Linked DNA regions of Zea mays: region 1 is linked to region 2. A link is a contact called in public Hi-C data. All regions are on one chromosome and are shown on one strand. The core of a region is the stretch at or near the end of the contact, and the rest is flanking DNA. Distances in the headings are between cores, read along the strand shown.

Evidence for each region. A called contact is a pair of places that touch in the nucleus more often than the background predicts.
Region 1: a Hi-C map of root tip shows a contact between it and region 2, with 3 times the contacts expected there. The contact joins the promoter of LOC100282705 here to the promoter of LOC100283579 in region 2. A contact is called at or near these places in 6 of 25 Hi-C or Micro-C datasets (bundle sheath, endosperm, leaf and 2 more).

The regions. Positions count from the first base shown.
Region 1 is chr5:8,460,229-8,464,287 of Zm-B73-REFERENCE-NAM-5.0, reverse strand. It overlaps LOC100282705 (deoxyhypusine synthase 1), which reads left to right and starts at 1,936. Exons shown (of 7, transcript NM_001155612.2): 1 at 1,936-2,241; 2 at 2,791-2,958; 3 at 3,106-3,324; 4 at 4,028-4,059. The coding sequence starts at 2,020.
Region 2 is chr5:8,243,940-8,248,250 of Zm-B73-REFERENCE-NAM-5.0, reverse strand. LOC100283579 (IAA13 - auxin-responsive Aux/IAA family member) reads right to left here and starts at 1,622. Exons shown (of 5, transcript NM_001176827.2): 1 at 1,088-1,622; 2 at 1-93. The coding sequence starts at 1,308. LOC103625891 (protein transport protein sec23-1) reads left to right here. Exons shown (of 3, transcript XR_552580.4): 3 at 369-1,788.

The DNA.
Region 1 (4,059 bases), core at 687-3,186, 220 kb before region 2:
TTACGTTGTCATTAATCACTAAAACCAACCAGGGGCCTAGATGCTTTCAAACAACGATGTGGGCAAGTAATTGTGGCTCACCTAAAGCTTTATAGACTGGATACAAAAGGAACTTTAGACCACTAAGAAGTTGGGTATTTAATTTGACACATTATCATATTTGAGAGCATCTAGGTCTCTAGATAAGTTTTAATGATTAATGATAACATAACATTGTTATAACTAACATTTTTTGTAACAATGTTAGATATGTCACGATAATGGAAGATTGATGGAATTTATATGGTTTTTGTGAACCTGTTGTTGGAAATCAATTGTTAATGTTTAAAGGATGGGCGAGAATGTTAATGATTGTATACTGCATGATATAATCCCTGGACCTCTTGATCATCATAAATACAGTTAAGAGATAATATGGATGTGAAGAATTTCAGAGAGGCGAAACCATATCGATTCAGCGACTTGGCGAGGAGCAAGCATGCTAGGTTTGGGTGTGGTGGATGTGAACGATGAAGTATGAACACAACTTGTCAACAGGAGAGGAGAGGTGCGCCCCCGTAAGCCGGAAACGAGTCGAGTCGAGCTCGGTTCGGCTCGGCTCGTTGGTAGACCGAGCTCAGTTTAGCTCAGATCATTCACTCAACAAACTGAAAGAGGAGGCTCTGCTCGGCTCACGAGCTAGATCTTGATAAATAATATTGTATTATATAGTAATTTAATAGTATGTAAATGTATAAAATATAATCCTTATTTAATATTATAAGCAATGTTATCTATTATCTATCATTATTTTATAGTTTAATTAATTTGGCACAACACGCGAGTCAAAACGATTTAGTTCGGCTCGGTTCGGTGGATCAGCTAGCTAGCTTAAAAATCATACTAGGCTCACTGGATGCTCACGAGCCGCCCTGAGCCCATGACCTCGAGCAGGTTCGCAAGACTCGAGGTGTCTGGAGTTTTTTTTCTTCCAGAGCTAGCCCCCTGCCCCCCGCATTGGAATTTCTGACGGCTGACGCCGACACCGGGCGGGCCAACGCAATCTCCTCCTCCGCCTCACCCTGACCAATCACCATCAGCCCGCCCGTGGGGGACCGTGCACTTTGCATGAGCTCGACATGCACGTGGTGGCCAGGCCAGGCCAGCCCAGTTGCGGAAGCTCCCATGCCGTCACGGGGTATTTGCGGAACTGCCCCGGCCTCCCTTGTTGTTAAGCGACGAGAGGTCAAAGCTAGGCGCGGTGGCTGGCTGCACCGTGGATTAGATTAGGGCTACTTTATGACTAACTGGATCTCAATCGTCTAGCCCTGCAAACCTCTGTTCTTGCAGTGCTTAGAAGACGACACCGGAGGAACAGCCATTGCCTTGCCAGCCGATCAGCGACGATTCAGACGTTGGTTTCACTGCTCCAGTCCGTGTAAGGGCTAGCTAGCTACTCGTCAGCCGCAGCTGGCAGCACCGGTTGGGAGACTGAGAGGGACAGATCAAGCTTTTGGTTATAATTCCGTCGGGGACCTGCAGATCGAGTTCAGACCTTGATAGCTGCAGCTGGTACGTACGCAAATAACAGCGGTGGTGATGCAATGCTGCAGCTGGCAGGCACGACGATGTGACTAGGGTTTGCTGATTCCGGAGACTCTGTTACGTTGATGTAGGTGTAGCCATCAGCATCAACAAACTATGCCAGACGTGCGGCACGGCCGGTCTCGGTCTCTCGGAAGTCGCGGGCGTAGACGAGGCGCTGCTCGCCAAGTGACTGGGTGAGTTTGCAAGGCTATCCACGGCAGTTTCATCAAGCCTCACTAGATTGGCGGTGCTGGGCCAGATTCGCTCAGTCTCGGCCCAAAATCTCGGAAACCCAAATTTCAATGGGCCGACCACCGCACTAAAAAGGCGGGCCGCGCGGAACCTGATTCTTCCTTTTCCGCTTCTGCGCGAAAAATAAAAAAAAAACGAAGCGAAAGCGAGGCTGCTGTCTCACGGCTGCGGCGGTTCGGGCTCCTCCTCCAGACTCGAGAGATGGCCGCCGGTGCGGGAGGCGGCGAACTGGAGGCGCTGGAGGGCGTGCGCTCCATCGTGCTCAAGCCGTCGGAGTCGCTCGACGAGTCGCGGTTCACGAGGATCGCCGGCGCCGACTTCAACGACCCGGCCGTCGGACTCGAGGGGCTGCTCGCCTCGCTCGCGTCCACCGGGTTCCAGGCATCCAACCTCGGCGACGCCATCGACGTCGTCAACCAGATGGTACGTCGCTCGCTGCGCTGCTGGGCGAGTCTGCGCTTGGGGGTTTAACTGCCTAGAGGAGGAGATAGGTTTATGTGGTTTTGTGCGATGCGAGGTCTGTTGTAGTGTGTTTTGTGTTGGACCTCGGGCGAATTCATGTTTAGGTCGCCTGGATTTTGTTCTGGAAATGCATGGAGGCGCCAAGTCATTCGAAGACATGGCCAAGCTGATAGATGTCCAGCGGTTACAGCTTCCTCGGTGATGTAGGTTTATTTGAATTTGCGGTAACAGTGAAAGGGCCCCAAGTATGCGGGTTAAAGTTTTCACCTAAATCGAGCAACACGGACATAAAATTGCTATGGAAGTTTCTGCTTTTTCTTGTATATTGCTGCCAAGTAAACATTTGTAGTTGGACTTGCCTTTGGTTTAAGGTAGAGAGCCACCTAAATCACAAAAAATACCTTTGCTCTTACAATATTGCCTCGGCGTATTTATTGAGTTTCAGTTTTGTCGAATCCGCTACTATGGTTTCTGAGGTTCTGATATTTACTATGCTTGGCTGAACTAAAGTTAGACTGGAGGTTGTCGCATGAGAAGCCCAGCGAGGATTGCGATGAAGCTGAACTTGACCCTAAATATAGAGCATCTGTGAAGTGCAAGATATTTCTGGGCTTCACCTCGAACCTCGTGTCTTCTGGCATCCGGGATATAATCCGTTTTCTAGCTCAGCATCACATGGTAAACTCTCCAACTCTGTATCACAAGCGCATGTTTAGATTGAAAAGAAGTTTCAATGTCCCTATGTAAAGTGGTCTATTACCAGATGCATTGAGCTCTAGTGTTCTAATGTCACTAACTTCTTCAATGAAAAATTATGTTCTTTAGGTGGATGTTATTGTTACAAGTGCTGGGGGTATAGAGGAGGATCTCATTAAATGCCTTGCACCAACTTACAGAGGCGATTTTTCTTTACCTGGAGCACTGCTGCGGTCAAAAGGACTGAACCGGATAGGAAATCTGTTGGTGCCCAATGACAACTATTGCAAGTTTGAGAACTGGATCATGCCACTCTTCGACCAGATGCTACAGGAGCAATCTACTGAGGTAAGCATCCCTGTTGGGTCAAAGCTATAAAATATTTCTTGTGGCTGAAACAAATGTACTTGCTAACCATGGCTTTCATTTGTCGTATGCAGTTGCTATTAGATACTAGAAGTGTAATATGAATATGTTTTTTTTTGCAATCTGTAAAATGTTTCTTTTAGAGGGCTGTAGATTTTCTACTGTCTTTGACACTAATAAGCAGGAAAGAAAAGCCTAACATGGAATTAATCTATGACATGGATCCAAAAGTTCTTTAAAAACTATTTGTGTAGCATGTCACACTTAATGTACTAAAAAGATTAAAAAAAACTATTGGCATTCTTTTGACCTTTCTTCAATGAATTATTTTTTATCGACATTATACTTTTTATGGCCTTTAGAGTGATGACGTTCTATTTTCTCTTTCTAGTAATATGCATATGAACTTGAATAGCCAGACAAGTGAGATCTTGCCAAACCAAATATTTGAAGTCTGAGCTATTAGTTCCTTCAGAAGTTGCTGAGTATCGATACAGAGAAGGTTACACCTCACTGGATATTTGATGTTTTAACTCAGGAGCAGCCTGCATTTTCACATCAATAATGTTTTGTAATAGATCACCTGCCAGCTCTGGTGTATCAGTAATTGATCTTGTTTTTTCTGGAAACAAGAGGCAAACCATATTTATATCTTTGTCATGTATCAATCTATTGTTCCTTGCAGAATGTTTGGACACCGTCGAAGGTGATAGCGCG
Region 2 (4,311 bases), core at 373-2,872:
GGTTCCTCTTCCTTCTTGCTCCTCACGGCCTGGACGACGGTCATGGCGTTCCTGCGGTACGACCGGACTGGTGGCCAGCCCACGGCCTGTGCCCTGACATGCATGCAACTCGGAGTTTTTAGTTACGATCATGTGAAAATAGGATCCATCGAGAGTTCGAGATCGATAGCCAGCCAGATCATGCGTTTTTATATATATTCTTGTTTGCGGCCAGCTAGCTCAGCGTTCTGCTAGTAATGTGTATAATGGCATTGTGATTTGGTAAATAAAGGCCGCGTGTATCATTACCATCACTATTATTCAGAAACCACTTGGTTCCCCTGATATCCAAAAGATCCAATTAATCATAACCGTTCATTCTATTTCAGTATAAAAGAGGGGAAAAGGCTACACAGCGGCCACCATCCTCCTAATGGAATCTGCCACTGCCAGAAGGTTAAGTAAGTACACCATTCACTTTCAGGCATGGACCGACAAAGCCAGCCATTAAACGAACATGCTGGTATGCGTTTTATTTATTTATTTATTTTTAAAAAAAGGTGATGATAATTCGCGCCGCGCTTTTGCGAGCGACAAGGGACATACACAATAGTTTCTCCGTGTGCACTTTCTGCCCAGAGGATCCTTTTTCTATGGATATTTTACCCTGTTCAAATCGTCCCGTTGATTTGCTAAGATTACTCGGCGTACTATAGATACAAAAAAAAACCTGAATAAATAAAAGGAAGCAAGGAGCGTGGGAAAAAAAGAGAGCATCAAGGACATGCACATAAAGTCACGCACAGGCTTTCTACCAAATGCCATTACGCTATATATTTTTGTATTATTATTCCATACACAGAAAAGAGGGAGGGAAAACACAGTCCCTTGTATATATATCATAGATGGCACTCAGCTCACAGGAATTTCATGGTTAATAACGCGTTCCAAATCATTGCTTAAAAAGTTAGCATCTCGGACTCGTGTTAATTGAACAGCCACGGTAACTACTACTACTTGATAGTACTACTAGTAGCAGTCAATTTAAGCCTATAACCCGTGCAGACAAATTAAATCAGCATGCGTGTGTGCAGATGTGTGTACGTACTTGGGTGCAGGTGGCTTCTCGGCATCGGCGGCCGGCGCCTCGGCGGGCCTCTTGGCCTTCTCGGCTGCCGGCTCCGGCCTGGCGGCGGCAGCCGCCTCCTCCATGCCGGCGGTGGGCAGCTTCAGCTTGAGGTCGATGGTGTCCTTCTTGGCCGCCGCGGCGCCTCCTCCCGGCAGGCCGAGCCGGAGCTCCGTCCCGACGTCGACGTCGGCGCCAGCCATCGGCTCGTCCGCAGGAGCTAGCAGCTGGCTGGCTAGCCTGGCGCGGCCGTCCTAGGCTTGTCTCTCTCTCTCGCCTTGGGCACTTCCACGCTAGCAGCTAGCTAACTTTCTGCTTGCTCGCTCCTTCTTCTTCTTCTTTGGTCTCTCAGCTTCGCGTGTGTGAGGAAGGAGAGATTTGGGGTTGCAGTGGGTGGAAGAGAGGACCCAGCAACAGGGTGGAGATGTGTATATATAGAGGGAGCATGAGGATGGAAGAGAGGGAGAGAGAGAAAGCGGAGGTAAATGCTCCTATTCTAGGGTGATGGCAGGAGGAGAGAGATAGAAATGGGAGTGGGGTTGCAACTTAGCAGTTAGTTGGAGCATGAGTGAGCCCAGTTGGAGGTTGGAGCCAATTATTTTTGTTCCATGTTTTCTTCGTTTGGATTCTGTATTCATGGGCAGAGAGGCCAGCTTGCTAGCACAGTGGGGCTAATAATTTAACTATTAGCTTCCTTTAGCAAATTACCAAGTTACTCTCTTCATTCTTTTTTATTTGTCATATTTTAGTTTAAAAATAAACTAGTGAACGACATATATTCAAAAAACGGGAGTAATACTTTACTAACTAATTTCGCTAGCAATTTTTAGTTAACTAAGTATCAACTCTAATATATTCAAACACCCCTGTACTAACAGCAAAAGATGACGAGAGGTTCCTGAAAACAGGGTAGGAAACAGAGTGTCATGCACGGCTCACGGCTGGCTAGTGAAAGAAAAGGAAAGGAGCCTAGGCCCTGCATGCCGGTTGCCGGATACCGACATGTGTCGCAGGATGAGAATGCAATGGATCTGCGCCTATTTTGCCGGTGCCCGGTGCTCCTCCCGACCCTCCCCTAGCATGATGTGCGGCCTGACGTCACCGTCTAACCGTCCTTCCCTCTATCGGATGGTTCTCATCGTTGGTGAAGAATGTCAAAATCTAAGGGCTAGTTTGGGAATACTATTTTTTTAATTGATTTTTATTTTTTCATAAAAAATTAGTTTTTTTAAAAAAATGGAATCGTTTAGAAAAACGGTGTTCCCAAACTAGTCTTAAAAGCTTTGACATGCACTACTACTAATTTTCTTTAAAATTACAAGTTGTTTGTGGATCTCGTTCAGTTCTAGCATCTACGGTATTTCTACGTTTTTTTTTTGTATTTTCTACAGTGTATCTCTTCATGCTATAAGATGTTGTACTTTTTATGGACATCATATTTTTAAAGTAAGTATTTATATATGGTGTATATATAGTTAAATGTACAGCAAAAATTGTATAATTAAAAATGTTAAATCTGATTATAATTTAAAATAGAGAGAATATATGAAAATAAAAACGACTTACAATTCCAACTGGAAGAGCATTAAGCAACTCTTACTATTTCTAAAAAAAAGTTTCACTTTTGCCTTAATTAGCAGGATTAGCCTCTTACAGTATTTGGTCAGTCACCGAATTGTATCTGTCGACTCTTTAAGATCTTGTTTGGAAGCAAAATATTTTTAAGAAAACAGTTTTTGCATTTTAGATAGGAGAGGTCACCTACTTGGTTTTTAAGAAACTGAAAATCTAATTTATATAAACTGAATTATAAACTGGTATGTTTAACTATCTCAATTTTTATAAATCAGTTACTTAAAAACCGAGTGCTTGGCCTAAACTTGCCTAATTTTTCTTCGGTTTCCTGGCGTCCAGCTGGAGATATACGATCCCCATACGGTGGACATGGCCATTACGATTTGACACCGTCGTGGGAAACCGACTTGAAGCACCATCATTGCTGTGGTCAAGTGGTGAAAAGAAACTGATCGATGGCTGGCTCAGCCATCATTGGCTCGTCCTTACCTTGTCGCCACTGCTGTCTGCTTCGGCATATCGTAGCCGTCCTGTCACCGTAAAAACACTGCTGGTTACATGACCACAACAAAATAAAGCCACCGATTTCTCCGATTCACTCGTAATAAGGTACTTATGCTGGTAATAAAATAATAATAAGGCATTTGAAAAGAAAGAAAGAAAGAAAAAGCAAGCTTCGGCTGCTGCTGCAATTCAGATAAAATACTGTAAAATCAGTAGCGAACAAACTGCGATCTGCCAGTACCACCCTAGGCAAACGGATTGACGGTGACAGCTGGAGGGGGAAACGATCAATGCCTTTCAGATCAGACTGACTGCAGCGGTCGACGCTACCGCCCCCTCTCCTTGCATGTCGGCTGTAGGAGGCACCCTATAGCCACAGCGGTGCTCCCTACAGCGCCCTCTACGTGTCGGCTCCCTTCTCTCTCTTTCCAGATTTAGCGTGTCACTGTTTATCACCCTAAACATTGTGTTGTGGGTTCACGAGTAATTGTTAGTAGATAAAAAATCAATAGTTAGTATACAAAATGATATTTTATAGTGGTAGTGGGGTATAGGGGGAGTATTTAGGGAAACCGCTGCGGGAGATGAAAAAATAGGAGGGAAATAGAGGAAAAAAGTGATATATAAGGAAAAATTTAGGGATAACGGTTGCAGATAGGCTGAGCAGCGCAGCTAGGAGAGAGGGATGGAGGGGCCCACGTGCCGGGAGGGCGGGGAGGCAGGTCAACTCAGGTGTCGGCCCCACGCCGGCGTGCATGTGGGGGGCACGGAACGGATTCCCCCCAGCTCCACGCGACCATATTCCGCGGAATGGTTTACTTTAATTAATCCGGCATTAGCATGATGGAAGCAGCAGCACAGCGGATTAGCAGGTTTCCTCCAATCATTCCCAGCCCACTTAAGCGCCAACGAAAAAGATCTAAAATAAACTGCACCCTGCTAGACATGCACTCTACTGACACAACTCACAATTAATGGTTACTGAAAGAGGTAACATTACCAAAATTTGGTTCTTTGTCGAGTGCCAAATATTTTACCGAATGTTTGTTTTCGAGCACTCGGTAGAGAAAGTTTTTTTCCGAGTGTCACACAAAAAACACTCGGTAAACGAAAACACTCGGCGAAGA